Linked DNA regions of Mus musculus: all the other regions are linked to region 1. Evidence: chromatin contacts called from public HiChIP or PLAC-seq and promoter capture Hi-C data. All regions are on one chromosome and are shown on one strand. Each heading gives the region's core, a stretch centred on a gene start, on an enhancer-like site or on the middle of the called end of the contact. The rest is flanking DNA. Distances are from core to core; before and after follow the strand shown. Region 1 holds the start of Slc45a3 (solute carrier family 45, member 3). Region 2 holds the start of Tmcc2 (transmembrane and coiled-coil domains 2). Region 3 overlaps Tmcc2 (transmembrane and coiled-coil domains 2). Region 4 holds the start of Nuak2 (NUAK family, SNF1-like kinase, 2). Region 5 holds the start of Klhdc8a (kelch domain containing 8A).

Evidence for each region. Promoter capture Hi-C pulls out the DNA fragments that hold promoters and counts their contacts. HiChIP or PLAC-seq counts read pairs in DNA pulled down with a chosen protein or histone mark.
Region 2: a contact with region 1 is called in a promoter capture Hi-C map of pre-B cells, with 3 times the contacts expected there. The contact joins the promoter of Tmcc2 here to the promoter of Slc45a3 in region 1. A contact is called at or near these places in 2 of 39 promoter capture datasets (cranial neural crest and pre-B cells) and 2 of 9 other capture datasets (adipose tissue and macrophages).
Region 3: a contact with region 1 is called in a FOXA1 HiChIP or PLAC-seq map of pancreatic cancer cells. The contact joins the enhancer-like site here to the promoter of Slc45a3 in region 1. A contact is called at or near these places in 3 of 39 promoter capture datasets (the C10 cell line, embryonic stem cells and pre-B cells), 3 of 484 Hi-C or Micro-C datasets (cerebellum, cortical neurons and large pre-B cells), 2 of 115 datasets of contacts at active chromatin or transcription factors (embryonic stem cells and pancreatic cancer cells) and 1 of 9 other capture datasets (adipose tissue).
Region 4: a promoter capture Hi-C map of liver shows a contact between it and region 1, with 3 times the contacts expected there. The contact joins the promoter of Nuak2 here to the promoter of Slc45a3 in region 1. A contact is called at or near these places in 4 of 39 promoter capture datasets (embryonic stem cells, hippocampal neurons and liver), 1 of 15 datasets of contacts at CTCF or cohesin (large pre-B cells), 2 of 484 Hi-C or Micro-C datasets (B cells and bone marrow-derived macrophages), 5 of 115 datasets of contacts at active chromatin or transcription factors (acute myeloid leukemia, embryonic stem cells, large pre-B cells and 2 more) and 1 of 9 other capture datasets (embryonic stem cells).
Region 5: a contact with region 1 is called in a promoter capture Hi-C map of liver, with 3 times the contacts expected there. The contact joins the promoter of Klhdc8a here to the promoter of Slc45a3 in region 1. A contact is called at or near these places in 6 of 39 promoter capture datasets (cranial neural crest, hippocampal neurons, liver and 2 more), 1 of 15 datasets of contacts at CTCF or cohesin (large pre-B cells), 3 of 484 Hi-C or Micro-C datasets (B cells, bone marrow-derived macrophages and liver), 2 of 115 datasets of contacts at active chromatin or transcription factors (embryonic stem cells and pancreatic cancer cells) and 1 of 9 other capture datasets (embryonic stem cells).

What each region holds. Positions count from the first base shown.
Region 1 is chr1:131,960,180-131,966,245 of GRCm38.p6, reverse strand. Slc45a3 (solute carrier family 45, member 3) reads right to left here and starts at 3,331. Exons shown (of 5, transcript NM_001177628.2): 1 at 3,194-3,331.
Region 2 is chr1:132,388,231-132,394,296 of GRCm38.p6, reverse strand. It overlaps Tmcc2 (transmembrane and coiled-coil domains 2), which reads left to right and starts at 2,911. Exons shown (of 5, transcript NM_178874.3): 1 at 2,911-3,320. The coding sequence starts at 3,114.
Region 3 is chr1:132,350,651-132,356,716 of GRCm38.p6, reverse strand. Tmcc2 (transmembrane and coiled-coil domains 2) reads left to right here. Exons shown (of 5, transcript NM_178874.3): 5 at 1-402. It overlaps F730311O21Rik (a long non-coding RNA gene), which reads right to left. Exons shown (of 4, transcript XR_878527.2): 4 at 5,273-6,066. Among named protein-coding and RNA genes, the nearest start is that of F730311O21Rik, 12 kb to the right of the region's middle. Within about 2 kb of position 3,101, at least 60 of the 459 cell types and tissues checked have an H3K27ac peak or open chromatin away from gene starts, as enhancers often do. A contact at or near this core is called in pancreatic cancer cells, where this site is marked.
Region 4 is chr1:132,313,466-132,319,531 of GRCm38.p6, reverse strand. It overlaps Nuak2 (NUAK family, SNF1-like kinase, 2), which reads right to left and starts at 3,407. Exons shown (of 7, transcript NM_028778.4): 1 at 3,060-3,407. The coding sequence starts at 3,302.
Region 5 is chr1:132,294,827-132,300,892 of GRCm38.p6, reverse strand. It overlaps Klhdc8a (kelch domain containing 8A), which reads right to left and starts at 2,267. Exons shown (of 5, transcript NM_144810.5): 1 at 1,241-2,267. The coding sequence starts at 1,616. It overlaps Gm51645 (a long non-coding RNA gene), which reads right to left. Exons shown (of 4, transcript XR_003947998.1): 4 at 3,512-4,073.

The DNA of each region.
Region 1 (6,066 bases), core at 2,082-4,581:
GGCTGGAGAGCGAAGACAGAGCAGAGTCCTCACTGCAGGGCACCCTCCCCACACAGTCTTCCTAAAATAACATGTAACCTTTCTACATAGAAGGCTCTTAACCTTTCAGGGCGAATATTCACCTCCTTTGCCTCACGCAGTACCCTCCCCCAGCCTGTGAGTATACTCTTGGGAGGGAGGCAAGCAACGGTTTCTGCACTAATCATAAAACCCATCAGGAAGTAGAGAGAGGGGAAGAGATCAAGATGTCCACCCTGTCTTGGTCTGTTCTTCGCACTGGATCCAGAATTCAATTGCAAATGTGTTACTGGTGGCTTACATATGTTATATATGGTGGTGTTCCCTGCCTGGCTAGGAAACTATTTTCTAAGTTAATCCACAGTGATCGACTCCCCTGTCACCAACTAGCAGCAGCTGACATTTATCAAGCTCGAAGTAACCAGCTGCTCTGCTCAGAGGTTTACCTGTAGCGGTCTCCTTAATCCCCAAATCCTGGAAGGCAGGTCCTAGAATGCTTGGTTTACAGAGGACAAAGCAGAATCAGGAGACTGATAACTTACTTTGGAGGAAATGGGATTCGAGCCACTTGCTAGAACCAAGTCTCTTAGCTACTTAAACTTCCCAAAGCCCACAAGACCTTGTCTTCAAAGAAGTAAGCCTAGAACAGTCTCTTTAAAAAAGAAAGAAAAGAGCAGGGCTCAAGCTGAGCATGGTGGCATACACCTATAATCCCAGCGCTAGGGAGGTCAAGACAGCTACATAGACACTGTCTCAAAAAAAAAAAAAAAAAAAAAAAAAGAAAGAAAGAAAGAAAGAAAAAAAGAAAAGAAAAGAAGAGAAGAGAAGAAAGAAAACCAGAAAGTAGGGCCCCTAGAGTATTGAACCATCTGCAGACCATCCATCCAGATGACAGGTGATAAATATAATAGTTAAAACCAACATTCATTGAGCATTTTCTACATTTCACACAAAACAAAATAGGTTTTGTTTTGAGGGGATTTTGTTTTGTTTCGTGTTGTTTGTTTTAGACAGAGTCTCACGTAAGTCAGGCTGGTCTGGAACTCATTATGTAGTCAAAACTCTGGCCTTGAACTCCTAATCCTCTTGCCTCTGCCTCCCAAGTGTGCTGAGATTACAGGTGTAAGCCACCACACTGGGCTAAAGACACAGTTGAGTTCTACATGTGTTATTTAATGAAGTTATAATTTTAGACTTGTGTGTGTGTGTTTGTTAGTGCTGGTTGTATTTGCCATCATTAACTTCAATCACAAAGCTGTGCCGAGGGTACGATCATTGTCATCATCCTGGTCCCCACTTTGCAACAAGGTTGAAAAGTTAAAGAGACTTGCGGAGCAGAACCGGCAGCAGAAAAGCCAGCTTTGGGGCAGCCTGTATTCTCATCCCTGAAGTGCTGCAAGGTTTCGGTCCAGAGGTTACCACCAGAAATCAGTCTTACTTCCTTGACCTTGGACCGTTCTTCTCTACCTTTCTGCCTTTCTCTCTCCAGGGCTCTGCCTAGGCCCAGTTCTAGCTTGGGACCAGTACACATCTTTTCCAAAACCAGCAGCATGCAGGGCATAATGTACTACCCAAGGACCTTGCCCAGTTCCTCCTCCTGTTCCTTTAGGGTTACTCAGTGAGTTAGAGGGATTGGGGGGTCGGGGGTGGGGGTGGGGATTTCACTCTCCACTCCAAAAGTGCATAAGGAAAGCTTCTCTTGGCAAAGACCCTAACTGGGGCCTGCATGTCCACAGCTGTACTATTATCTTTAGACTCAGCCAGTGAGTCAAACTTTTCTGGGCACTTTTGGTTTTAGTACAGTCTTGCTTCCAGGCCAGCCCTGGAGCTGGGGCAGGCGGGAGATAAGGGAGGAATGAGAGGATGAACTGGGTCCAACAGAAAGGCCAGAGGGTTCAGATCCTGTCCCACTTACTCCCTGGGACACAGTGTTCTGTGTGGTTCCTCAGCTTTCTGTCCAGCATCTAGCTCCTGGGCCCTTCTCTTCCCAGCTCCATATGTCAACCTGTTCCCCATGCCTTAGGCACGTGGGCCCACACCGAGGCTTCACACTCTGGGAAAGGGATTGTGCTTCACGCGTAGGAAACAGAGGCTAGAAACCTTAACAGTTTCACCCTCCTGAGAAAAGCTTCCAGAAGCCCAGCCAGTCATTCTAAGCTGCATCTACTCCGTGCCCGTCTGCAAAGCCCTAGCTGGGCTATTCAAAATTCAACCTAGCCAGCTAGGATTGGGTCTGTCACAGCTGAGCATCAAGTTCTCACCAGATACCCACCGGGCCAAACTCTTCCTACCTACAATTCATACTCCTAGGGAAAGAGGAAGCACCGAGTTCTCCGTGGCCTTGGACGAGTCAAGTGTGTGTCATGAAGGAGGGGGCTGAGTCGGAGGGCAAGGGACAGAGCAGTCACAGGGTTCCCTGTCAGGAAGCGGAGACTAAGGAAGAGCTGAGCCTGCAAAGCTCCTGGAGTTTCTCCACCGGGCGTGCTGCCGCCCGCCGAGCGCTTTCTCGCTCTGTAGAGTACTCCCCATCCCCACCTGAGCCTCGGGACACAGCAGCCACAGCCGGAGCTGCTTTTACTCTCCGCAGGTGGGTAACGGAGGCAGAGAAGGAAGGCGCAGGATCGCACACGTACACTTACACTCATTATCCCAGCCTCAACTCCACCAAAGCCTTGCTCCAATTCTAGGGTCAAGAGAGCTGGGTCCCCTTCTGTCTCCGACCAAGGCTCCCGGTTGAAGGACCTCCCAGGGCTTCCCTAAGTGTGGACCGTGCGCGCCGCGGTGACTCATCTGCCCCTTTCGGGCGCAGCCCAGACAAGGGAAGAAATAAACGCAACTTTCCAAAGAAAACTCTGCGGCGGGAGGCTGCAGCAGGGGCGGCCGGCCTTCCGTCGGCCTGGCCCGGGACTCCGCGGCTCCGATCCCGCCCTCCGCGCGCGGCCCGGGACAGCGGGCACCACAGCACAGCGCTCCGGGAGGAAGCGCACTCAGCGCGGACGCGAGCGGGCGCCCGCCCTAGGCACCCGGTCACCAGGGGCCGCGCCCTCCCCGCGAGCCTCCGCTCGCGCAGGGCCGGGACGCCACGGAGCGGCCCCATCCCGCGGGGTGCTGAAAGCCACCGCCGAGCACGGCCACCCGCGCGCACCTTTCCCGCCGGGACCAGCCCCTCCCCTACCTGGCCCGGCGTGCGGCTGTCACCTGGGGCTGGCGCGTGCGAGCTCGGACCCCTGCTTCACCAACGCGCGCCAGCGGGCGCCTTTTAAATCTCCAGGTTACTCAGTGGGGGGAGAGAGCATGCGCGCTGGGGCTGCCAGGAGGGGGGCGGGGCAAGGCGGGTCGGAGGTGGGGGGGTGCTGGGAGGGGATGGAGGGGTGGGGCCGGTCCCCAAGGGAAGAAAGCGGGAGGTGGAAAAGCAGTCTCCTTTCTGGTCGCGACCGGACGGGCAGCCCCCGCGTGGCTCCTAGACTGCCCTGTCATTACCTAGGGCCGTGCACCGCCCCCTCTGCCGCTTGCCACCAAAACATTTAGGTAAAAACTACCCAGCTCCACGGGGTACCTCCCCTCTGCTCCTCGACCATTGCCCGCGCGTGCCATTCTGGACATCCTGCTGTCCAGGCACAACTGCGACCCACCCGCACTGGACCACGCCTTCAAAGGATCGGCCACATTCTGAGAGCTACTTTTCCTTGCTCTCAGAAAGCTAACTCAGTGCCTCTTTCTGCAACTCAAAGACAAAACTCCCACTTCTTTTTTCTTCTTTTACTTGTGGTTGCGTATAAGGAAGGAGAGGTGATAAATTGCCACCAAAATGTTCCCAGTCAAAGTTTCCAAAATGCCTGGACTGGCAGGAAGCGGGTGCAGGTGGGAGCGTTGCAATCGTAGGCTGATCCCGGGGTGGGGGTGGGGACTTTATTGTGTCTCTTTCATCCATGGAATTGTCTAAGGTGGAGAGACATTCACTTAGGCGACTTGTTGACCTCAATACCACAGGCTAGACATTTCTGCAGATATTTTTGGTGCACGAGACTAAGTAATCATAAAAATATCAGAGGGAAATGTGTTGTTGATGAATATTATATATTGGGCTAAGGGTTGTTTTCATCATCTCGGTATGAATATAAACAGACATTTTCCCCTTTGTTCTTATTCTCTGAGCAAGATACATATAGCCAGAGCTTACATATATGAGCATTTACATCGTATCAAATGTGTGTGATGTCTCAGTGAGAAGAAGTCCACAAGAAGATATGTGCAAGTTTATGTACAAATACTACAGCATGCTGTCTTGAGACCCTGGGGTGGATCGGGTATCCATAGGGTCCTGGGACCATCTGCACTACAGAATCCCAGGAAATGCTTTTGACATGGAGGACCTGGATGGCCTTAGATGGGAACTGGCCACTATGGTGCTGGATTGCAGTGTTTTGTTTGTTTGTTTTTGTTTTTTTGTTTTGGTTTTTTCGAGACAGGGTTTCTCTGTATAGCCCTGGCTGTCCTGGAACTCACTCGTAGACCAGGCTGGCCTCGAACTCAGAAATCCGCCTGCCTCTGCCTCCCCAGTGCTGGGATTAAAGGCGTGTCCCACCAACGCCCCGGCCTGGATTGCAGTGTTAACCCAGTGTTAACCCTTGTGCACCGTGGGGGCAAGTCCTTCCCATCTTCTGGGTTCTGTTCGAGGCAGCTAGTCAGCTGTCCCCCCAAAGGCACCCCCAGGTAGGAGGATAAGGATAGAAGAAAAAGAGAGACGTCAAAGGGAAAGCAAGAAATGGGCTAGTGGGGAAGAGAGCATATGTACAGGGGGAAACAGAGAACAAAATGTTAAGAGTCTGCATTCCGAGTCATTACATTAAATGTGAAAACCTTCTGGGCATAGCCTCCTTGGGAGCACAAGAACATTCATCCTAACTGGGATCTTGGCTTTCCAACATTTTTAACATACTTATCTGTAACCAGTAGAGAGCCCAGGGTGGAGTTCTGGTGACTCCGAGGGAGCCAGTGTCCCCTTTGCCCCAGGAAAAAGGGGCAGGAGTCATGGGGAATGCCAGGTCAGGTGGAAAATTACAGAGCCTAGAGAGTGGACAGTGGTATTTTCCAGGCTTGTGAGAGCAGTGGGAGCAAGAGTGTTGTCCCACCTCAGAGGACTGAGTGTCCTCTTGGTTGTCCTTTTCTTGTTCCTTGCTAGAGGACTGTATGTATTCTACTGGGTGACAAGACACAGTGAAGAGGGGGGAAGGACTCCAGAGATCCAAGACCATCCCCTAGAAACCTGCCATCTGAACAACAAAAGGTACTTTCTTCCCAAGCATTTACTGCTGGGGCCTGTTCTAAAATCCCTTCCCCTTCTGCAGATACTAGTTAACCAGTATGCCAGGAACTGTTTCTAAATGCTTAGGACAATCCGGACCTTACAGAAACCAAGGTAATTTCTCAGTTTAATTCCTTTCTCCCAAGTCCCCAGTCACAGTCTCCTGCAGAAACGAGGAGTCTGTCATCTAGCTGTGATTGTAACTTCAGAGCTCAGAGGAATTCATCACACCTGTGTTCCTCCCCACCACGCTGGGGCGGGCCTGTGTGAATAACTTCTCAATTCTCCACTAAGTCAGCTATAGGAAAACCATCATGACCCCTTTCCTTCCTGTCTTCTCCCTCCCCCATTGCTCACATGTGCACACACATACTAAAACCCTACTCCCTAGCCACTTCCCATTTATAGGAAATGGGGGATGATGTGAGGAGGAAGGCCATCCTTGGGGAACTGCTAATAGTCTGGCTGGATATTGGAGAAACCAAAGATGCTGGCAAAATGCATTAGCAGCTTCTGCCCCACCCCCTCCCCATCTTCTCCCCATTATCCTTGGGCTCAGAGCGAGCAGCCTCCTTTCTAGGAAGATGAGATACCTAGCTGAGAGTGGTAGGGTTTGCTGAGAAGGCTGAGAAGCCAGGAAGGACATACAGTTCCTTTGATGTTCTTCTCTCTTCTCCCCAACTGGATAATCCAAAGACTATGGTCATTTCACTATGTCTTTGCCGCTTCTCCTGCCTGCCTTA
Region 2 (6,066 bases), core at 1,662-4,161, 430 kb before region 1:
CTGGAAGACAAAAATTTCTGACCCAGATCTCAACATGGGATGACACACACCTTTGATTCAGATCTTGAGGCATAGTGGCCATGAAAAGCTTAGGTTCATGCAATGTGGTACAAGCCTTTAATCCCAGAAGACTGAGGAAAGCAGGTCTCTGAGTTCAAGGCCAGCCTGAGACAGAGCAAATTCCAAATCCAGGCGTGGTGGCACACCATTCCTCCTCCTGAAGGCTCCATAAGGTTGGAAGACAGAAGACTCACTCTTCATCATCTGCTTGCACTTACTTGCCAGCACATCTGCTGGAGCCTACTTCTTCAGGATTCCAGCTTATACAGAAGACAAGCTGAAGCAACCATCCTCCTGGGACTGAGCAACTACCAGATTCTTGGACTTCCTATTCACCGCTGACCATTGTTGGGTTAGTTGGATTGTAGACTGTAAGTCATTCCACTACATTCCCTTAAGAACATTCCACAAGTTCTATGACTCTTGAGAACCCTGGCTAACACAGACATAATAAATACATAATACTATTTTAAAAATCAAACCTAAGCCAGATGCTTCTAATTTCAACCCTCAGAGGCTGATTCAGGGAGATTACAATTTAGAGGCTACCCTGAGCTATTCATAGTGAAGCACTGCCTCAAAATCAAACTTGGATGATCATCGATTTGTTATAGAAATGAAGCATAAGTAAAAATTATGATGTTTTCTGCTTCCTAGGGGTTATTTAATTTTCTGTTATGAATTTATTTACTGTATTTTCATATGTACAAGTGCTTTGCCCACATGTATGACTATGCACCACGTGTGTGCCTGATGTTTAATGCTCAGGCAGCCTGGAAGAAGTGGTCAGAGAAAATGTTAGGTTCCCTGGGACGGAAGTTGTTAGCTGCTATTTGGGCACTGCTATTTCGAACCCAGGACCTCTGGAGGAGAGCCCAGTGCTCTTAACTGCTGAGCCATATCTCCAGCCCCATTCTTGAAGGATTCTCGAAGAACCCCTTCTGCTCTTCTTTAGCTTGGAGTCAAGAAGGGCCCACTGTGTGTTCCAAACCCATTGCCACCCAAGACTTGCTCATGCTTTAGGGGCCTCTACACGTTCCTCTCTCAGCCCAGGCAGAGAGCAGTGTGTTTCTCTCCTTTGTACCATGTACCGAGGGAATCTGCTCTCCACGCCCCCCCCCCAGCTTGTCTAGTCCCTGCCCACGATCTGCTCTGGCTCTGGCACTCTGCCATTCCTCAACATTGAAAATCCAAAAGGCTTATAGCTTTGCATTCCCAAACTGTGCCTGATACCGTGTAGTGGATATGGGGTGGGGAGGTAGAGTGTTTTTGCATTCCCAGCCCATTCTAAATTCCCATCTTCTAAAAACAGAGCAGCTTAGTTTAGAAAGTGGCTCCCTGAATAGAGTAAATTCTTAACAACTTGGTCTCTTTTAGGATACACATCAAAATAAGGGACTGGAATGGGGGAAAGGCTTAACAGAGTTAGGAAACTCACAGACTAGTGGGACCGAAGTGAGGCAAGAAGGGTTTGGTGAGTGTGAAAGAGACTGGCAAACTGTAAAATCCTTCAGAGAAAGCTCTGTGACTCACAGGGGGAGGCGCAGCCTTTTACAGTAGCCCAGGCCTGTGTTTCTCAGATGTTACCTTGTGTGAGAATTACCCGACGGGCTTGTGAAACATGGATCTTTGGGTCCATGACTTCTGATTTAGTTGTATCCAGGAATTCGTATTTCTGTCTGGTTCCCTGGTGGTGGTGATGATGATGATGACTACGATGGTGATGATGCAGGGTCCAGTCTATGCCTTAAGAACTACTGGATGCTGAATAAGGGCAACCCATCCATGCCAAAGAAGGCATACAGTTTGCAGAACGAATAGGAATTAATAGAGTAGAATACTACTACTCTCCATTTTTTGGTAGCTCCATCTGCTCTCATCTTCCAAACTGCTTAGCAATAGTATGGGGCAAATGTAACATTCTTTTTCCAGTCTTCAGTACATATCATTAATACCTACCATTAATACCCATTCCTTTTAAAAAGCTGCTTCTGGTGAGCATGTATTTGGGCACTGAGTTTCTAAACATAAAGCCTGCGTTCTTATGAGATGTGTATTTAAAACAGAGAAAGAGGGGATGTAGCAGAACAGTCCCTCTCCTTTGCTTTTGTAGCTATGAAGGTAGGCATGGGTTTGCGACCCAAACCACCTATTCTAGAAGGGACTAGCTTGTCTCTAACTGAAGGGATGCATATAATATAAGGTGCAGAGTTAGGGGAGTGATGATAAACACTTAATGTGTCCCCCAACAAAGCGAATGGGCGGGGTGATCGTGAAGGCCTAGCCTGGGAGAGGTGGCTCCAAAGCCGGCACAGAGCTGAGCTCCAACACAGCCTCAGCCCTCCAGACCCTCCCGGGGGACGCGCGGTGCAACCAAGCCTACAGCGGTGTCCGCGCGCCGTTGCGCAGCCCTCCGGCCTTCCCATTGGCGGGCGGCGCCATCTGCGCTCGCCTCGCCCTGGCGCTGGCGGGCGGAGGCCCGGGCGGGGTAGGCCGCGCTCGCGGCGGGCTGTGGCCGCAGCCTTGCGCGGCTGCTGACGAGGAGCGGGGCGCGGGGCGGGAGGAGGCAGGCCCATGCGGGGCGGCGGCGGGCGGCGGGCGGCGGCGGGGCCGGGTGCCCAGGGCGGCCCTATGGGACCCGCCCGGCCGGCTCCCGCGTGCCCTGCCTGGCCCAGCAGTCCGGCCTGCGGGCGGGGATGCGCGGTGTGGTCCAGCTCCCCGCCGCCCTGCGGGGCCCTGAGGCAGAAAGTTTGGGGGTCGGGAGCGGCCCCCCTCCCGCGCCAGTGACTGCCTAAGGACCGCTGCAGCCCGGCTTCGCCCGCGACCTGCCTCCGCTCCCCAGGTCGGAATGAACTATCCTAAGGCTCCCCCTCTTCGCCCCTCCCTCATCCTCCTTTAAAAAGATAATTTCTTAAATTCAAGAACTCGTGATCTGCCTACTCCCCTCGTCCATAATTTAAACCCCAGGTCTTTTGAGTGCAAGAGGGGGGTGCGGTCTCTCCCCAAGATAGCACGCTAGAAGGACAGATTCCCCTTGCCGACCCACTTACACCATGAAGAGGTGCAAATCGGACGAGCTGCAGCAACAGCAGGGCGAGGAGGATGGGGCTGGGATGGAAGACGCTGCTTGCCTTCTGCCAGGCGCGGACCTCCGGCATGGGGAGGCCTCGAGTGCTAACTCCGCTGGCGGGCCAACTTCAGATGCTGGCGCTGCGGTGGCACCCAACCCGGGTCCCCGAAGCAAGCCTCCTGATTTAAAGGTGAGCGCAGACCGTCTCCAGGCAAGCCCAGCCCGCCACGTAGCTTCCCCCACCCCTCGCAGAAGTGTCTTAACCGAATAAAAGTGATGGGGAAGCTCGCAAAGGTCAGAGAGGATGAATGATGTTCGGCTAGGTTCGGAGGGGGAAGCTAGGCACCATTTGTTCCTGTCTATCAGCTCCATCTCAGTCCTCTGTGTTCTTCATTATTCAGCAAACGTTCTAATGACTCACTCATCTGAGATTGTTTGAAGAACGTGTGTGAAACCCTATTTTGCAGACAAAGGGCTGGCGAGATCTAAGATGCTAACTTAGAAAGTTCACAGTACTCTCCCTTCTGTAGGAAGGCTAGAGAAGAAGATTGTAGCTTGGGAAGCTAAATAGGTGACCGTTACCTTCCTATGCCAATTAGCCTCCTCCGAGTGCGGATTTTTTTTTTTTTTTTTTTTTTTGAGCATCTTCCTGAACGAAGCTCAGTTTGTCCATCTATGAAAGGGGGGTGTAGATGTCTTGCCGTTAGGTGGAGCCAGAGGTTAAGCTAGTGCTTGGAGATCCCTCTCTGCCTCCTGAACCAACCCCCAGGGTGGAGAACTGACAGGTGGCAGGGCAGAGCCTGGGCTGATTGGGGCCTCGGTTCAAGTTGCACACATGCTGAGCCGGCAGCTAGAACCAGAATTGGAAAGGACCGTTCACATGGAGCTGTTTATTTTCCAGCCCGAGGTCTTCCAGACTATTGGCGAGCTGTATTGAATACATCTCTGTATCAATTACAGCAGCAGCCAGGATAAATAATGCGCCTTTGCTGGAGTTACCATCGGGACTGCCAGCTCAGGCTCCTTAGGCCAGCTCACAACTGGGCTGAGAGAGATGTCAGCTCCCGGAAGGAACTTAAATGCCTTGGGGATTGATGCCTTGGAAATTTTCTCCGGAAAGGGTGCAGGGTCTGGGATAGGGGAGCAGAAAGGCCTCCCGTTAGGTTAAAGCCTTGTCCAAATGGCTGTGGGCCCCGGAGGAGCTCACTAGAATAAGCTAATGACATTCCTTCTTTGGTCTGAGCAGCTCAAAGTCAGGAAGCCAGGTGAGTGCATGTGTGCTTTATGTGTGTGTGTGTGTGTGTGTGTGTGTGTGTTGTCCCTTGGGGAAGAGAGCCCACTCACTCCTTGTGGGACTTTTAAATTTTTGTGGAAGTTTTGCAAACCTGACCTCTTTCCACCCACCTTATGTGTAATGATGGACTAGTTGAACACCTAGGCTTTCTTCACAAAGCTTGTGATTCCCTCAGGCTCCAAGAAGTGTCACTCCCTCCCCCAAGTGACATGTTTTTTGTTTTAACTGAGATGGTAAGTCCCTTTAATGCTGCCGAGAGGAACAGGGGGTGACCTTTCGACCTCCCTCTGCTGGCTGTGCTAAGGGGGCTGTAGTTTCTGTGTCTATAAAGCTGCCCAAGGCTCCTTGTCTGTACCCTCCTGTGTCATCTTTTTTGATGACATTCATTTTGAACAGGGGCAGATAGAGCGATAGCACTGCACTTGACTACAATATGTTAACCGCTGAGCCGTCCTGAGGAGGAATTGAGAATTGAGGACCCTTACACACACACACACACACACACACACACACACACACACACTTCTATATAGCCCAGGCAGTGTGGATCCAAGCTTATGCAAGCACGGGGAGACTCACAGAGCACTTGCCTGTTTATCTCTGTCTGTCTCATCACAACATGTTTACTGCAGGACAGAGACCTCTCTACCAGATGTGACTCAGGGCTACCAAAATGTGACATGTCACTTAACTTTTCTGAAGAAAGGAACAAGGGATATTGGAGTGTGGCTAAACTTGTTTTCCAGTGCTGGACAAGTTTCCCATGGCTGACAGTTTAGTGGAAAAATTTCATCATTGTCTCTGGAACTGGGTGGGGGCTGACTTGTTCTGAATTTGACAATGATACCAAGAGGAAATGCGTTTGCTTTTTAATCTGGAATGCCTTTCCCGTGCCTGTGTTTAGTTGATGCTGTTCAGGAGCTCTGGCTTGCTTTTGCTTTCATTTTGAACTTGGAGATAGGAACTTTCAGTCCCTTAGTCCCACTTCTATTTTCTTGTGACAGCTCCAGGCATGGGGACTGATTGTGTGTCAATGGAGACAGTCATCTTGATTGTTGAGCAAGGAGCGAAGGCATGGAAAGCTCTGTCTAAAGCACCTCCATAGCAGGAGAGAAAGAGGAGAATCTGGTCTTTGCTAGAGATCTGAATGATGCCCGGCTAGTGATGCTCAGCAGTGTCAGGGGCTTCGGCTATCTCTGGTCCTTCAAGGATGATCATACTGCACGATGTGCATTTCTTGGCTTATTTTGTGTGGAGGTTGGGGTAGGGGTGGATGTCCTGAGATCATAACCAGCGTCTTGAGCATACTAGACAAGCCCTCTATCACCGTAAATTTCTTCTGTGGTAGCTTGGAATCTGTGATTATGTGGTTAGGGGGTGGGGGTGGGGGTCTGGAAAATAGTTACATAGTAACATTTTAAAATGGTAACTATAACAGAAAAGCAACCTGCGAATGGGCCCGGCCCCACAGGAGGCTTCTGTAAACACTTCTGAGGCTTTGCCAGAGCTTCAGATAAGCATGAATCCTCCAGGGGGAAAGATCTCAGCAGACAGTATGTAAGGGGAGCCTGATAGTTAAAATGGATTCCTTTAACCACTCAAGCTCACATCTCCATTCACTTGGTCTCATGATTCCATCCTT
Region 3 (6,066 bases), core at 1,852-4,351, 390 kb before region 1:
GGACCCTGCCCATCCTCCTTTTGAAGCCAGGACTTATTCTTGGTTCATCATACTCCAGACCATGTATCCTCTGGTGTCCTGGCTGGAAGAAGGGGCGTGTGGCCATGCAGCCCGCTCTCCCAAGCTGTCCCAGCAAATGGGCAGGAGGGGCATGGCCTCTTTTATATATATATATCTATTTATTTTATATGTGTGTTTGTGAGGAAGAGGATATTTGTCATTTCCTTAAGGCTCTGGAGTGTTGTGTTCGATTCTGCACAGCCCAGCCTCCCCGAGGGCCTTTCCAAGCACAGTGGGGATTTCTTAGAACAGGAGAGAGGAATCCATGAAGCAGGAGAAGCAGTGCCTGCCAGCTGTGGTGGACCTTCCTAAGAAATAAATATCCTTTATGTTTTCAAACCATCCTGTCTGAGGTCTGCTGATTACACTGTCTCTGAAAAATCACAGGATTTCTCCCCACACTGAAGCATTCTGGGTATCATCTGCTGGCCAGATGTTGTCTTCCATACTGAATGAGGAACACACACACACACACACACACACACACACACACACACACACACACACTCACCTGCCTTGCTCTGAGCAACTTAAATGATATGCCTATCAATCCATCCAGCCCCAGCTTTGTTGGAGCACTTCCCAGAAGGGAAATGGAGAAGCGCCCATAGATGCTGTGACCAGTTGTAGCCACAAGGGGTCAGCAGAGTCCGTGCTCCAAAACCTCTCTCAAGACGAAGTCCTCACAAGGCTACTGGCTTTAGCTTGGCTTTGTTACACTTGTTCAGCTGAGGCAGGGAGTACCAGCTTTCCAAGTATGGTGTGGAGGCCTAGCACTTAGTGCCTGCCCTGTGGTTGTAGCACCTACCCCTAACAGCCCCAAAGCACTTCCCAGCAGGACCTTTGTGGATATTTGCAGTAGGCCCTTTGCAGGAGAAGGCAGCAAGAGGAGCTATGATAAAGCAGAACAAAAATAAACCAAAAAAAAAAAAAAAAAAAAAAAAAACAACCTTTGGTCTCAGCACATAACTAGTGCCCTGTAATTAACTCCCAGCCTTTCTCTGGGCCTCAGTTTCCCCATCGGGAAAGCAGGCTGGAGGTGGCCACTGTGCATGTCAATTCTGTGCTGGTATCCCAGGGCCCTGTGAGTCTGACAAGCAAACATTGCAGCTGCGTCTGTGGCCTCAGGCTCCAGGGGACCCAGAGACCGGAGAGGGCACAGTGCTGCCACCACAAGAGTTTGCCCTCTGTTACGTAGGAGTGTTGCCAGACAGCCTTCCAGCTATTCCAGTCTTGGATCTTGTACCCCCTTTCTTTTCCAACCACGTGTCTATGTGCACCTCTCTTGGGGGCCACAGGTGGCCCAGAGCCCACATTCTTGGGCCACAGGTAGGGGGTGGCTGCTCCTGGCTAGACATTTCCTACATTCCTTCCAAGGTCAGATGCCTTCCCAGAATTGGCTCTGAATGCCACTGCCAGCTGCGGCCCACACCGAAAGGGAGCAGGGAGGAAGCAGAGGTCATTCTTGGTCAGTTCTGAGGCTGCAAAGCAAACAGCCTAAGGGAGGTGCAGGCCCCCAAGCTGCATCTTTGTCAAAGAAAGCACTGGCTTACTTCCCTCAGCCAGGAGACAATGGGACACCTAACAGAACCCTGCCATCCTGGGGCTCAGGGAGGCTCCCCTGTTTGTGTCTGTTTGTGTTCCCTCTTTTTTTTTTAAGAAGGGTGAGTTATCCCCCACTTCTTTCTCTTCCCTGAGGTCCAGAGAGTGAGACATTGAGTCAGGGTTACCACTCGTAGTCTGCCTCCTTCAGACTACAAGACCTAGAGGCAGGCCCTTCCCAGAGCATCTATCCCACAAGTGCAGGTCTCACCCCCAGGGTACTAGAGAGCTTAGTCAGACTGGTAGACACCCACTACCTGGGTCTCTTTGGGTGGGGGCAGATAAAAAGACTTGGTGCCTTCTCTCTCCTGGGCAGGTAGCTGCAGAGCCAGCCCACTCGATAACCTCTTGGGTCACAAAGCTGCAGCAAGTGCAAGCTCTGCAAACCCAAAAGGCAGCCCAGGCCTAGTGTGGGGTACAGCTGATTTGTCTGTGCTGCCGAGTGAGGGCAGGGAGGAGACACTGGGACCACGGGAAGAGGAAGGGGAGCTATAACCAGATCTTTCAGGCAGGCTAACCTCTCCTGCAGAGGCAGGCCCTGCAGTCAATCCCGGATCTGGGCTCAAAGTCAACACTGCCACTAGCCTTAGACCTGTCGCACCCAGCTGTTGTCTCACATCGGCCAGTAAGAATGGTGTCTCTGGTACACAGGTGTGGTAACAGGAGACATGTGAGACATCGCATGCCTAAACTTGATGGCACACTCCCTGGAACGTAGAGAAATAACCCAAAGAATGACCACTCCACCTCAACACTAACGCCGGGTGGCAGGTCCAGAACTCCTTGGAGGAACTGAGGTGGACTCTGTAAAGACACACAGGGTGACACTGGCAACACCTCTGACCTGAAGACCCAGGAGCCTTTTCCTCCAGACTAAGAGCCTGCTGATTTGTCTAAGTCTCTCCCCTCAGTCTAATCAGCAGAAGCTTGGCTTCCTAGAAGATGAGACCCACCTGTCCTGAGCCGACATCAAAGCCCTGCAAATGTATCTGTGCGGGGCCCTCCCTCCTCTAGCAGGTGTGGTGTCTAGGAAAGAGAGTGAGTTCCAAAGTCAAGGTGTGTGGATTTGAGTCAAGACTGTCAGCCCCTACACTTGAGAGGAAATGATGTCTACATTGCCCATCGAGTAGGATTTGGCAAGGCACAGAGGTGTCAGGAGTGGGTGTGGTCCCACAGTGCCCCAAAATGACCCCCTCGGGAGCTATTTCCAGGAGATTTCCTACCCATCTAGGACTCCAACAGGGACTCTGATTTGCCACCAGGGCTAGACAAGGAAGCAGCCAGAGTGAAGTGGCTTGAAAGCTTATTGACAACTCTCAGATGAACATGGGAAGAGGCCATGGGCCCCAAGACCTGCTGGGATGGTGTCAAGGGAGGAGAGGAGGTGGGGCTTGCACAGCATATCCAGACGTGTTGGTAAGTCCTGAGTCACCCAAGCAGCCAGAAGGGCAGTCTGGGTGGGGACAGCAGCACTCCCTCTTATACACAGAGCCTCCAGGAGAGCACTCCCACGCTGACAACCCAGCCCTGACATAGTTCGCCGAGTGACCGTCTGGATGAAGTGGCCTGGGCCCATCACTGCTGAAAAGGTCACTTCTGCCACATCCCTGCCTACAGGAAGGACTTATCAAGTTGACTCTTGTTCCAAAAGTACCCCAAGGCTCTTCCCCAGTCTGCCTTTGGGGATCCTGGCTCTGTACCCCGTTAAGCATCTCATCTGAAGCTTCGTGGTTGCCTCTTTCCTTACCCTTATGGGAATTTCAACTCACTGGATAGAAGCCAAAGGCCAGTAAATGCGGTGGCCAGACCCTGTCTTGGCTACAGAAAGGCCACTTCCTCACATCAATCCCCCAGCTGAGAAGCCACTAGCTGTGTCAGGAAAGGTCTTGAGCTATACTTGGAGGTGGTCCTCTGACTATTTATCATACACTCAGAAGATGGAGGCAGGAAGAGAAAGTTTAACTTCCTTTGAGATGGATAACTAATTGAATTCATTCCAGAAAGAAGTTCCCATCACAGACCTGCTGCAACCAGCCGACTTTGACCTATCTTCCCCCTCACCTTCTCAGTCCTGAGAGACACAGCTGAAGAGAAAGGTGCTAACGGGTGGTCCTGATTTTTTTCCACTTTTCCCACTGTGGCTCTTAGGGTTTCCCCCAATAAGGCAAATGACCTTAAACCTAGCCTTAGGTTCATTTCAATCTCGGAAATCTGGTTTTGCGTACCTGGGTATGCATGAACACAGAGACACAACCACACACAAAAGAATGTGTACACGTGCACATATAGACATAAGAAGACATACATACAAGCATATGCATAGATACACATGTACATCTATGAAAATGCAAACACATGCACACATGTGCACACACGCATACAGGCACACAATGGTGCATGCAAGCACACACATACATTCACATGTGTCCACACACATGTGCAGACACAGAAACATGCACTTACATAATACGTACATACACAAATGTATAAACACATATGAACACAACTATGTGCCATGTATGCACAGGTACACATATGCATGTAGTTACACATACATAGGCAAATAGGCACTTTCACACACACAAGAACGCCAGCACAAACATCCAAGCATGTACCATGTACTGGTTAGTTTTGTCAACTTGACACAAGCTGGAGTTATCAAACAAGAGGAGACTTTCATTGAGGAGGCAATTGCCTCCATCAGATTGGCCTGTGAGCACGTCTGTGGGCATCGTCTTGACTAGTGATTGATATGGACAGTAGCGTTGCTCCTGGGCAGAGTTATGCCTGGGCTGATGGTTCTGGGTTATATAAGAAAGCAGGCTGAGGGGCTGCAGAGTCAGTACAGTGGTTATGAAGGCTGGTTACTCTTCAGAGAACCCATCGATTCCCAGGACCCATGTGGCAGCTCACAGCTATCTGTAATTCTAGTTTCAGGGGATCTGATGCTCCTTCTAGCCTTTGCACAGACACACACACACCATCACCTGCATGTATACAAAACTGCTCTTATACAAGCACATATCCCAGTGTCCACACACACATCATTACATCACTTCTCTGGGATTCTAAGTTCTCATCTTAATTGGAGAACTTGAGAGGGAGACACAGATACAGCTAATGAGTTATCAGGCCCTGGAGGCTCAGACAAGATAGGATAAGGTGCTGTGTGGAAGAATCCCACCACAGAGAGAGGAAAGCCCATGGGAGACCCATGATCAGGATCCTGCTTATTTGGGATGCCGGGGTATGGGGTTGTCTGGGACCATCAGGCAGGTCCTCACTGCTGGAAAGCCCAGGCTGGGAGGAGCCAGAGGCTGGATTTGAGTCAGTGGCTCCTTTTTCCTCACATCCTCTTACATGTTCATCAAATTTCTTGGTGACAGCATTCTGACAGGGATGAGGAGCAATCTCAAAGTAATTTTAATTTGCATTTCACCGACGATAAGAGATGTTGAACACATTTAAAAACAGTTATTGGCTCTTTGTGTTTCTTCTCTTGAAAACTGTCTGCTCATTTAATTAGCCTATTTGTTGATTGGCAGTTTAATTTCCTTGGTATTTAATTTCTGCAGTTCTTCGTACATTCTGTCAGTCCCTGTCTGAAGTATGGCTGATAAAGATGGTCTCCCATTCTGTGGGCTGTCTGTCTGCTCTGCTGATAATTCCTTAATAATGATGATTGAAAACCACTTTTTAAAAAGAATTATTTTTATTTTATCAGTATGAGTATGTTCCCCGACCATGTCTGTACATGCACCTCCTGTGTGCAGTTCCTGAGGAGGCCAGAAGGGGCACTAGATTCCCCCCAGAACTGGGATCACAGGTGGTTGTGAGCCACTTGCTGGGTGCTGGGAACTGAACCTGGGTTTTATGTAAGAGCATCAGATGCGATGCGTTTAACACATGAGCCATCTTCAGCTCTTAAACAAGCAAGCAAGCAAACAAAAATCTTTAAAGAGGCAGAAAGTGAAGACAGGCGTCTATGAGTTTCACTATTTCTTCCCAAGGCTGGCTCCTTAAGCCACTAAGCGTGTGTCCCATGCCAGAGATGAAAGATCAGTCTCCAAGGGAACCGTTTGTCCATCTGTTCATCAAAGCAGTGCAAAACATCTGAGTAAGAGATGGCAGACACAGAAACCCAAATGTACCCTGAAGACAGAGGCAGAATGAGGCCAATGAGCATGTTCCTTACCAACCGCTGAGGGGCGGGGCAGAGCACTGATGGGCGGCTGAAGTCTCCTCCATGAATACTTCCACATGCACCCATGCCAGGCCTTCCATCTGGGAAGATCTCTTAGTCATCCCACTTGTCCCCTTAGTCCAGGTACCAAAATACACCTGGCTGTACCCAATGACCCGCCTAAGCCTGAAGAACACGGAGACTCTCTACAGCTTCTGGCC
Region 4 (6,066 bases), core at 2,158-4,657, 350 kb before region 1:
TCTGCCAGGTTCCTGAGCAAGGAGCTTCTCTGCCCAGCCCTTTTGTGTGGTTTGGCTGGAGCCCAAGGACAAGAGTCGCCTGCAGCCTCCCTCCCTGCTGCTGAGCAGGCAGGTGCAGGAGGAGCTGGGAGGGCAGCATCTTGCCCAACAAGCCTTTGGCGGCTGGCCAACCGGAGTCCTTCTCTGAAGTTGGCTGAATGAGAGATGAGGGCTTTGAACAAAGCAGAGACCATAGTGATTCAACTCAAGAAGACTGAGCCCAGTCCATGCTTCTTATTGAGGCAGGAGAGGACCAGGGTAAGAGAGTTCCCTAGGTCAAAGTCACCCTTACTGGGACAATAAGCCACATGTGTCTGAGACACTGCTAGGATTTTACAGATATTATTTTATTTAATCCTAGGGAAACCCACTACATTATAATCTGCATTTTACACAGAGGGGACTCTAGAGAGGTAACGCATCCGGCAAGCAATAGGAAGCACAATTGGACACTTTGCAGGAATATAGTATCGTTCCTGCACCCAGGATCCTTCAGCAAAGAATGGGGGTTCCCAGTGCCGTCTCCCACTCTAAACATTGCCTGCAGTGCTGGGAGGGCAGCTGGAGCTAGCCGATGGGATGACAAAGCACTCAGAGGCAAGCCCGGGCTCATCTCAAAATTAACTTCCAGACCAAGACTCAGCACTTGGTCATCCAAAGCTTATGGTGGACAAGTCTGGAGGTTTTGCTGCAGGTCTGCCATTGCCCAGCCAGAAGACAAGTCACTTCCCCTCTCTGGGCCTCAGTTCCCTCATCTGCCAATGAAGGAAGCAGCTTGTCTCCGTCGTTTCTCAATCTTCTGTAGCCCACTGAGCAATTGGAAATGTAAAAGGAACAGAAGCAATGTGACCCCACAGAACTACCCACATGGGTGCCCTTCTGGCCCCCTTAGTGGTGACTGAGTCATCCATGCAGATCAGACCAATGGCTTCGGTGAGACCCGGGCATGTGTTTTTCTCTTTAGGGGTTGGTCAGGGGAGCTAGGAGACTCACAGGAGGAAATGTCATTTCGATACCAGGAATGTGTCTGAGATCCAGAGCAAATATTTGTTTTTCCTCTGATGCCCTCCTGGAGCAGCCATTAGTCCGTGTGTCCCCCCCCCCCCCCACACACACACCTGTCCCTCCCTTCAGATAATCCCATGGGACCCTGCTTAACTATCTCTATAAGGAGAATGGGAAGCAAGCTGCAAATGTGGTGAGAAATTCCTGGCAGCAGGAGGCTTTCCTGGGAACCACCAACAGCCCCAGCTCCTCAGGGCAAGGCCTAAGCAGCGCCATGTCCTTCTCCCCCACTGAAGTATCAGAAGTATAGGTCTCTTTAGGGAAAGCAGTTAAGATGTAGGGGTGGGTGGGTGGAGATGAGGGCACTGCTCCAGGATTGAGAAATCATTAGCACAGCGGAGAGCTGCTTTCCAAGAAAGGGGGGGGGGGGGGCTAAGCAAACTCTTAACAGCAATCCTGGGTGGTCCTGCTGGGGAGTTTCAGAGCAGGATCTCCACATTTGCTGATCTTGGCTCCTTGCATGCAGCAAGACATGGGAACCTGAGAGCTCCTTTTGATTTTCTCTGTTCTGATGCAAGAGTCATTGATTTACTTCACTTCAAAATCAAATGTGATCTCTCTCTGTCTCTCTCTCTCTGTCTTTCTCTGTCTCTCTTTCTCTGTGTGTGTGTCAATCAAGAGCTGATGTGAACTCTGAACTTTGATCTCAGTTTCTCAGACACTCTAGCTCCCTCAATCCACTCTTCCTACAACAAGCGACATAGCACACAAGCCACTATTAGCCACTATTTCCTAGCTAAGCCCCCAGACAAAGCCTGGGCCCTGAAGTCTCAAGGCTTAAGCCTCTGAGGCCCTGGCACTTTATAGAAAGAGAAAGAAAAGAAAGCCCGGAAGTACACGATTGCCCAATAACTGTAACCTGGCAGCGGGCAACTGGGGACTGTGCCAGGCCTTAGCAGGAAAAACATACTTGCTCCTATTGATGGGGTTATAATCCACTCCTTTCTCCAACATCCACTCTCCTTCACCAATGAAATGACTTCTTGAATTTCAAACCAGCTACTGGCTGCAAAAGCAAACAATTAGGGGAGGGGACCATTCCCATAGTCAATAGGGCAAATGATGGCTGTACATACACACCCCCTTACAAACAGCATCCACTGGACCTGCCAAATGTTCTCCCTAAACCACCTGCTCTGAGCCTTGCGAAAATGTGAATTATAGACCTTTTATAAAATAGTTCCCTTGGTGGAAAATGAGAGACTGCACATTTTAAACAAGTAGCCAGCTAATACTCAGGCCCACTGAACTAGAGTGGAAGAAACATTGTTGTGTAACTTTTGGTAAATTTGCTGTCCTTCCAAGGGGAGGTTTCCAGATAGGAGTATTCATTCTCAACACAGGATCTGTGATCAGGGCTCAAGTGCATTCACATTTATATCTTATTTTTTCCAAGCAGCTTGTGAGACAGGCTGTGTTCTCTCTATTTTTGCAGAAGGGGAAACAGAAAACAGAGATGGAGGAACTTGCTCAGAGTTACGGATTATTATTACGATTACACATGCGTAAATCAAAAGGGCAAGTTCCCCAAAGGCCTCACATCCAAAGATGTGGCTGGAGTGCTGGGAGTGGACCTGACATTTGGGCCTGCTTTTACATTTCCCAGAATAAAAACCTATCCCAACCAAACTTAGCTTCATTTCGGCTGGAAAGGCCCCAAAGTGTCAAGTCAGAGTTAAAGATCTCCACACCTCATCCATCTACTAAGAACTGGTGCTTTCAACTTCCTCCTTCCATTCTACTCTGTTGACGTTTGTTCCCGTCAAAATTCAAGTTAAGCTCCGTCTTCTCAAACTACAGGCATCTAGTGAAGCTAAGGTTCAGGACAGATGAGCACTGTCCTGAAAACCACGGACAGACACATCTAAAATGCGCGCGCCTGGCAACGCAGCCGAGGACACCGCAAGGGACGCGCTGTGAGCTCCCGAGAGCCGGGAGCCGCGAGGGACACTCACCAGACGCCCCGAGCTCTCTCGTGCCTTCTTCACCTTCCCGTAGGTGCCCTTGCCCAGCGTCTCCAGGAACTCGTAGCGGTGCCGCAGGTTGTGTTTGTGATGGTGCCGCTTCACCGCCTGCTTCTTCATCAGAGGTTTAGGCGACTTGATGAGCCCGTCCGCCAGCGGCCGGGCGCTCTCCGAGGCCAGGGCGGAGGCCGAGGGAGCCTGGCTCGGGCGCTGGAGTAAGGCCACCGACTCCATGGTGCGGGGACCGCGAGGTGGAGTGGGTCGGGCAGCAGTAGCAGCGCGCGCTGAGCCGCGGGCTCAGAGGTCACAGCCGCACCCGAGCACGCTAGAAAGCCCCGCGTTCCGAATTGCTATAAAACGTTTCGAGGGGGAATGTCCTGACCACGCCCCTGCGTCCCATTGGCCGACTTGCCGGCGGCTCGTGACCAAAACCTCTCGCATTGGTTCACCCTCTCCTGCCCCGTTCCTCCCCTTGGCTAGGCGCGGAAAGGTGTGAATGGGGCCCCGCCCACTTGGACCCGAGGCCCAGGAATGCGAGAATGGAGGCAGAGCCGAATTAATACCGAAGTGCCAGTCTTTAGGATTGAAGGCTCTCTGAATTGCTTTAGTCTCTGAATGACGCCAACCTTGTGCTATTGTGCTGTGTTCTCGGTTGGCAAGGGACAATCTAAGGGCACTAGAAAGTCCCGAAGTATTTCTCCACATGCAGTAAATTGTTTCTTCCAAGCTCAAAATCTGAAAAGCCTTTTGATAACTTCTTGAGGTCCATAAAGGAGAAAGTGAATAGGGAGATGGAATGGGTTGGAGACTGACGCCAGCTAAGCACTGGTAGAGAGCTGTCCTGACTCCATGTTCACTCTGCTTGGATTCCACCAACCTTAATTGGATTCTGGAATCCAACAGGCCTGGGAAATCCTTACTTTGTAGGGTTGCGTGGATTCCCTCAAGATGTGGTGGCCTTGTGGATCTCCATAAATTGTGAAAAAAGCACATCACATTCCAAGGACTTACATCCACGAGCTCCTAAATCTGTAAGGAGTGTCTTGGTCCCAGGGTTTCCTCCCAGTGGATTTTTTTTTTTTTTCAAAAGAGCAGGAGGTTGGGCATAAGATTTGGCTGCATTTAAGGGGCCTGGAAGGCTATGTCCAGACCCCCCTTTCCGATGTAGAAAGTGAGTTTACTTCTGCCACACAGCTGGCAAGAAAGCCTGGAATTCAGATACTGGCCTATAGGGAAAGAGTACAGGACAAGAGGACTTCCCTAATTCTAGCTATTCCGGGCAGGCATCCCTCCCTCATCTGCAGGACCTCATCTCTAGCTGTATCTTTAGGACTTGGCAGAGGATCAAAGAGGACTACGTCCTCAATTATCAAATTAAAAAAAAAACTACTCTCTGCCCATTTTCCTACTTCTGTTTGCCCTTTGAATCTTTTCAGAGGGAATAACTGGTATCTCCTTGTCTTGGAGCTCTCTGTAGCCAGAGACCATCCACCGGGAATCAGCCTTCTCTAAGTTCGGACGGTCCATGGAAACTGTATAGCTAGTTTAGTGCCCTATCTTCTGCCAGCTTGCCTCTCCACTCTGAGTAGTCTGTGAAAATAGAAAAGGCTCAACCAGTCTGCTCTCTGTGCGCCCTGTCTGTCAGTTCCTGGGGTCTGTCCAGGCAGAGTAGGACAATGAAAAGCATGTGTCAGAGGAGCAGGCTCAGGGATGGGAGACCTGGGTTCTAGACCTGACTGACATGAAAAGAGGAGGGAGCCCCTAGCCAAGATGAGAGGAGGATAGTTTGGGGTTGCTTTCTAAAGATAGGGCTTTTAAAGCTTACTAGAAGACCCATGTCTGTTAGCTAGCTGTATCAACATTTCCTCATAAGATGAAGACTTTTTTTCAGAGGAGCCCAAGGTTTCCTTTAAGACTCAATCTAGACATTTATCACTATTCCTAAACACCCCCAATACCCAGGGCACTGCTGAACAGATAAAGGTGCACAGTGGATTCATACAGACCAGATGGATGGATGGACACAGGAGGCAAACAAACAGACCTGCAGGCAGAGGAGTGAGCCATCAGAACCATGGAGAGAACTGAGAGATGGCTCAGCAGGTAAGGGCACTGACTGATCTTCCAAAGGACCAGGATTTCATCCCCGGCACCCACAAGATGACCCACAAAGAGCCATAACTCCAGTACCAGGGGTTCTGGCCCCCTCTTCTGATCTCCAACGACATCAAGCATGTATCTTCTGCACAGAAATGCATACTGGCATAAGGCTGTACATATGAAATAAATTAACAACAATTGTTTACAGAACTACTGATTAGAACAACCAAGTGCCAGAACTAACTTTCATTCTGTGTAGGGAGGACCTGGGATGTGGCTCAGTGACTTAAAGATTGGGCTTAGCTCTTTGGAGGATTTGTTAGGACGTTTAAGCTGAGCTGAGTCACCCTCATTCAGTTTGTCTGCCTCACGCTCTAGTCTTAGGAGGAAGCACTTCTTCTAACCCTTGCACCCAGTCACCAACTACTTAGCCCAATGATTCTCAACCTTCCTAATCCCTTGACCCTTTAATGCAATTCCTTGTATTGTCGTGACCTCCCAACCATAAAATTATCTTTGTTGCTACTTCATAACTGCAATTTTGCTACTGTTATGAATTGTAATGTAAATATCTGATACGGGGGCTCTCTGATATGTGACTTCTGAGAAAAGGCCCTGCAATTCTAAAGAGGTCATGACCCACAGGTTGGGAACCAAGGATTTAAAGACTCTTGTGGAAAATGAGCCTTCTGTGCAGTCACCGGGAATAAGTATCCATTCCTGAACTCCTGAACTCCATAGTCTGAATGTGCTGTGACAAGTATTATGTGCAGTGGGGGAAATGGGATGGGAATGGGTAAGGCAGGTATCAGGCACATCTAAGGGGGATGACTACTAATTAGTTCCCCACTCTCGAGAATTTTTCTGCCTAACAAGAGAAATAAGATAAATAAAGAAG
Region 5 (6,066 bases), core at 1,018-3,517, 340 kb before region 1:
GAGGCAAGTTTTTGGTTTTGTTTTGCTTTGCTTTGTTTTTTCAAGGCAGAGTTTCTCTGTGTAGTCTTGGCTATCCTAGAACTTTGTAGTCCAGGCTAGCCTCTGAGATTCGCCTGCTTCTGCCTCCCAAGTACTGGAATGAAAGGTATGCACCACTAAACTCTACTGCCAGGGAAGTCTTGAATTTGCCACTCTCTGCCTCAGCCTCCAGAGTAGCTAGGATTACAAGCCTTCAGCACCAGGCCTGGCTTTTCACCCTCTTGACAGGCAGGTCACAGAAACCCTATTGTCTACCCTGCTTGAGGGGGTTCTGGGCCCCAGCTTCTCCACAATCATGCTCAGAGCCCAAATTTTCTACCCTTTTCCTTCCTTCCCAGGGTCTAAGACTGTTCCAGGGGCAAACCAGATGCTTAAGAAAAGCTGTTTTCTGATCTGGCCGTGTGTTAGCCAGTCAGCTGGGGTATAATAGTAAAAGAGACAGGGACGGATGGGAAAGCGAAAGGTCACCCCACCGAGCCTACGGTGTGGAGGCAACTGTATATGAACTTGGGGTCTCTTAACTCCCATTCTCACAAAACTTTGTGTGTTTAGCAAAACTGCAGTTGGATCCCCTCGACATCACAGACTGTATTAGGCCCAAGAAGAGTGAAATGAAGGCTTTGAGAAAGTGAGAATTTTAAAACCACATGCAAGCAAGAGAACCTGGATAATAATGCAACATGAAACAAGCTTTTGGGACATTCTGACCCCCACTCAGTAAGTCTGAAACTGCAGTCAGAAGTAAACGAAGATCCTGGGATCAGGTCTCAAAGCCTCCTTGGGGGCCTGGTAATGGTAGAAGGATGGGGTGAGCATCCTCAGGGACCTACACAGGTAGGTTTGGGGGAGGGGACAGGCGGCCAAGGGCAAATGTGGTCATTCGGCTGAATGCCAGGGTCTGCAGAGTCATTGCAGATAACCCCGTGGCTCACACCTTGGCTCTCCCTCTGCAGTGGCCTGCCCAGCTTGCTGGAGCTGACTCCTGGCATCAGATGGAATTCCTAGACATTTCACCTGCTCAGTGTCCCTTTCCAATCTGTAAAGTAAGGGCAGTGGGTCTCTAGTTTTAGTGCTTAATGTAAGGCTCGAATGTTATAGGGAATGTGTATTGGCCACCCAAATCATGTTGCCTTACACCCGTGTCCCCCGTGACCCTTTACTTTCTTCCCTAATGCCCACCCTCAACCCTGGCCCCACTTGCCTTTGGCTGTGACAGAAATGCCCATGGCAGCCTCGCGCAAGACGCTTCTCTTCTTCCACTTGCCCTCATCGATGTTGTACATTTCCACGACCTTCACAGGCAGTTGATTGGTGCCCACACCCCCGATCACCATAATCCGCTTTCCTAGGGCAGTGATCGCTACCCCGGCCCGGGCTGTGGGCAGGGAGGGCAGGGAGGTCCACTGGTCGGCCTCGGGGGAGTAGACCTCGAAGCAGTCCATAGGGACGCCATTGTCATCACATCCCCCGATGGCATAGACCTGCCCCCCAGTCTCCAGCAGTGAGCAATAGACCCGGCGGCTAGGCAGTGGAGCAAGGCGCTTCCACTGAAAGTCCTTGACATTGGGCACTTCCATGGCAGCCCGGGGGAGGGCCCTGCTCGAGCGCCCCCACAGCGTCCGGGCAAGGTCCAGCCCCGGGGCCCGCGGGCTACACGGCGCCGGTCGGCGCGTCCCCTCTCTCAGCCTCCATCTCGCGCTGCACGGGCTCCCTGCCGACGCCCGCTGGCTTCTCCGGGTCCCTTGGGTGTCAGCGGGGCAGCGACGTCCACGCCTGGCTCCGCGGAAAGAACCTGGCGAATCTAGGGCAGCAGGGCGCCGGCGGTAGCTCACCCTTGGTCAACTTTGCAGGATGCGCCCCGCCCCCGCCCGGTCCCCCGGAGCTCGGAGCCCACCCCACCGCGCGTGGGCGCCGCGCTCGCCCAGCACTAGCTCCCGGGCGGCGCCTACAGCCGCGCGAAGCTTTCACGGTCCGCCTGGCAGCCGCGGAGCGGAGGACAGCGCTCCCTGCCCTTCCCAGCCCGCACGCCGCCGTCACCCGCGCAGGAGAGCGGTCGCCAGAAGCCGAGCTCCGGCCGGAGGACGCGGGTTCCCCGCACCGCCTCCCCGCAGCTTCCACACCTGGGCAGGAGCCCACGCGCCCCGAGGCGGAGGCTGTGGCCTGTGCGTCAGCCCCGGGCGACCAGGGCGAGCGAGGGCAGGGCCTGCAGTGTCTACAGGGTCGGAGACAGCCGGAGCAGGAGCCGGGTGCCCAGATGACAGGCAGATCCTGCCAGCGTGGGGGCGGGCGTTTGCGAGTGTTTGTTTTGGGTGAGGAGGCGGAGAGGCCAATTACCCGGTTTGTCTACAGTACACAGACCCAGTTCGTGACAGGCTGGCTTTGTTTGGGGGGAGGTATGCTCACATGGTCTAACCTCAGAAGCCAGTTAGGAGGCACAGATGTGGCAGGGATCTGCCGATCTAACAATTCTCACTCGTGTGCATGTAATTCACACAGAATCTTCTTTCCCTCCTAAGTGGAGACGTCCACAAAGCCTCAAATAAAGTCACAGACAGGGAAACCACAGCTGAACACACCAATAGACAAGCTGGGAGGACCTCACCTTCCAAACCCTTGTGCATCTGTAGTGTGCAAACCTGATTAACAAATCCCGGCCCTTAGCAGCAACTGCAGGACTGGGTGGATGGTCTCTCAAACCACCCAGCAACAGACCCTTCAGAACTGTAGTACCCAGTAATTCAAGTACCCATGATATACCGGACCACCTAGCAGTGTCTCCCCAAGCCCACGGGGTCCTCCTCTCTGGCTTCCTTCCATTCAGAAAGGCTCAAGCTCGGGAACCTGACAGACTGCTGTTCAAATGTTTGCTCTGGAAAACTTAGCTTCAGTTTCTACTCTGAGTCTGTGAGTGAGTGTGTGTGTGTGTGTGTGTGTGTGTGCGCGCACACACACACACACATACACATACTCACGTGCTTATATGTTGGTATGCATTTCCTCTCACTGTTGGGGATGGATCTCAGAGATGTGCACACGCTAGGCACTAAACTTTTATTTGTGATAAACTATAGAGTCACATGTGGTTGTAAGAAAGGAGTATTCTTTATCCGGTTTTTCCCAGTATTAAAATCCCACCAAGCTATAGGACAATGCCATAAACAGAGTATATTTTCATTACAGGGCTCCCACGTCACCTTTTGATATCTGGTAGGAGGACTCTATGATCCCCAGCCCCTGACAGCCCATGTCTGAAGCCTTGTCATTTCAGCCACGTTGTACAAGGGGCTGGGAATGGAGCTCACTCCTGGAGTATCATTGTTGAAAGAATCAATAGCTCTCTCTCTCTCTCTCTCTCTCTCTCTCCCTCCCTTCACCCCCTCTTTGTTTTCCTCAGTATGCCTGGAACTCACAATCTCCCTGCTATAGCCTCCAATTCTCCTCCCCACCCCACCCCCCAGCTTCCCATTTATTGAGGAAGGGTCTCTCACAGAAATCCACCTGCCTTTGCCTCCTAAATGCTGGGATTAAAAGTGTATGACTCTTCATCAGATTTTTTCCCCTTTATTTCTTTGTAATGTTCCGTGGTTGTAAGGTTTGTGAAGGCTGAGTGAGGTGATGTAGGGACTGTTTATCAAGTGTGATGCTTATCACCTTACCTTCTAACACAGAACCAGGGCCTGGGACATTCTTCCCAACACTCACACTGAGACTGTGAATTCTGGGAGAAATAGCAGCCCTAACTTAAAACAGGCCGATCTTAATATCTTGCGCTCTTGACCTAACAATTCTACTTATTTTTAAAGCTTAGATTCTTGTATTTGCAAAATCAGCACCTAGATCAACCACAGAAGGCTGTGTTCTCTTCTCCCTGTTCAATAAGAACTCACACATTCTAAGAGTGTAGTCTAAACTAATGACGTTTCACAGACAATACCTACCATTCCTGTTCTTGTAATAGGCCCCAGACCTTAGCACAACTGAGGCCATGATAGAAGTTCCATTCAGGCCTTGGAACCCAGCAGGAAGACAGCACCCTGCCAAAACAAGAACAAAGACCTAATCCATCAAAGTCCATAGTTCTGGGGAAGTCCCTAAATGTACTAACCTTGGATTTTACCTTCTGTACTTCTGCTTCCAGCTCTTGCTATATGAGGCACGACAACTCGGGATATGGTTTTTTGTGCTTATAAATTCACCCTGGAAAAGGCTCAGGACTATGCTCAGGTCCTGAACACTAAGTGGACTTGCCCGCTGGCTAGTGAAGACTTTCTCTGAGCTCAAAGCCATGTCTGAGTAGCCTTCTCTGGCGGATCCCTCACAACCTTCTTAGGAAGCTGTCTTTCCCGAAGGAATATGGGATGGACCCTGACCTGGGGCTGACTCAGTTTCTCAGCTCCAGCTAGTGGTGAGCGGGATGAATGGAAGCCACAGTCTTCTCAAATGGGTTTGTTGGGATCTATCTGTCTTCAGCCTCACTTGCTAGGAGCCTTCACTGAAGCAGCAAAACCAAGCAAGTAACTTCTCCCACCCCTCCCAGCGGGTGGGCAGAGTTCCCAGAGCCCAGCCCTTGCAACTCCAGTCTCTCATAATCTTCCACTGTGGGGACACTGCCAGGCATCTGTGAGCATCTGTGTCTCACAGAGGAGTCTGACACTCGGAGAGTGCCTCACTTAGAGCTGGCAACTCATTCCAAGGACTCAGGGTTGAAGACTCCCAATGACAAATGAACAAATTATGTATTAGTAAGGAGGCTGAGATGTTTCTGTTCTCCTGAGGCCTCTGGTCTTTTGTCCAACTGCAGCAAGGGAAGGCGCCCAGAGCCCAAAGGGATCCCACTAATTGCTGAGTGTCTCACCTAGGGAGATGCCAGCATTCAGCCCTGAACAGGCCCTGTTCCAGCTCAGGGCTTGCATCCATAGGCTTTACTCTGTGCAGACCACAGGGGTGGAGAGACTCAGCCTTGGAAAAGTAGGAAAAGTCGGTTTGCTTCCGGGCTATGCCCAGTCGCTAATTCTGGAAGTTTGGCTTATTTCTTTTCCTCTCTCCTTCCCCCACCGCTCTCTCCTCACAGCCAGGTAACTTCCTTTAGTCTTTACATTGAGGCACATTAAAGCAGCTTGTAACCTAGCAACCACCACTTAAGATTCCCTGAGTCACCTGCAGTTCTCATGCCTGGGCTGACTGCATCAGGTCTGGGCCTTGAGCAGTGCCAGGCCCAGAGGGAGTCCGGTGTGTCCTTTGATTCCTCTTTGCCCTGTTCTAGTGTGGAGTCACTCTCCCATTCAGAAGTTCTTCCTCATGTTAGACCCAAGTCATTATTGTTCTAAAGATCTTCCGTAGCACCCGGCATGGGTTTCTGTTCTCTCTTTAAGAGTATTTATGGGGGCTGGGATATGAGATGGCTCAGTGAGTAAAGGCACTTACTTACCTGATAACTTGAGTTCAATCTCAGAAATCCACACAATGGAAGGAGAGAACCAACTCTCACAGGTTTTCTACATGCATATTATGCCACACACACACACACACCATACACACACATACACACCACACATACAGCATACAAACACACACAAGCACATCACACACACACACACCACATACAGCATACACATGTGGGGCAATGGGCTATGCACAGACAGCCTGATCACAGTCGAGCTTAGGTCTTGAACCCTGGTGGGACCGAACCCAGTGGGTACGAACCCAGTGGGTAGTAATTTCCACCTACATGGGACCCCTGGCTCCTGTCGAAGTTACTGCCCCCACAGTCCCCACAGGAGAGGTCTGTGGCTATCAGTCACACAGACAGTGTCCCAAGCTTCTGGCATTCTGGTTAGACTCCACCCCCACAGTTACCTGACTATAGCCAGGTATGCTCCTCTCCACAGTTACCTGGCAAAAGCAAGATAGCCCAGCCTACTATAAGAGGTGCTGCTTGGCTCCACCTCTCTCTCTCTTTAGGCTTTTACCTTTCTTACTCTCTAACGCTCCTTCTCTCTCTCTCTTCCCCGCTCTCTCCATGTGGCC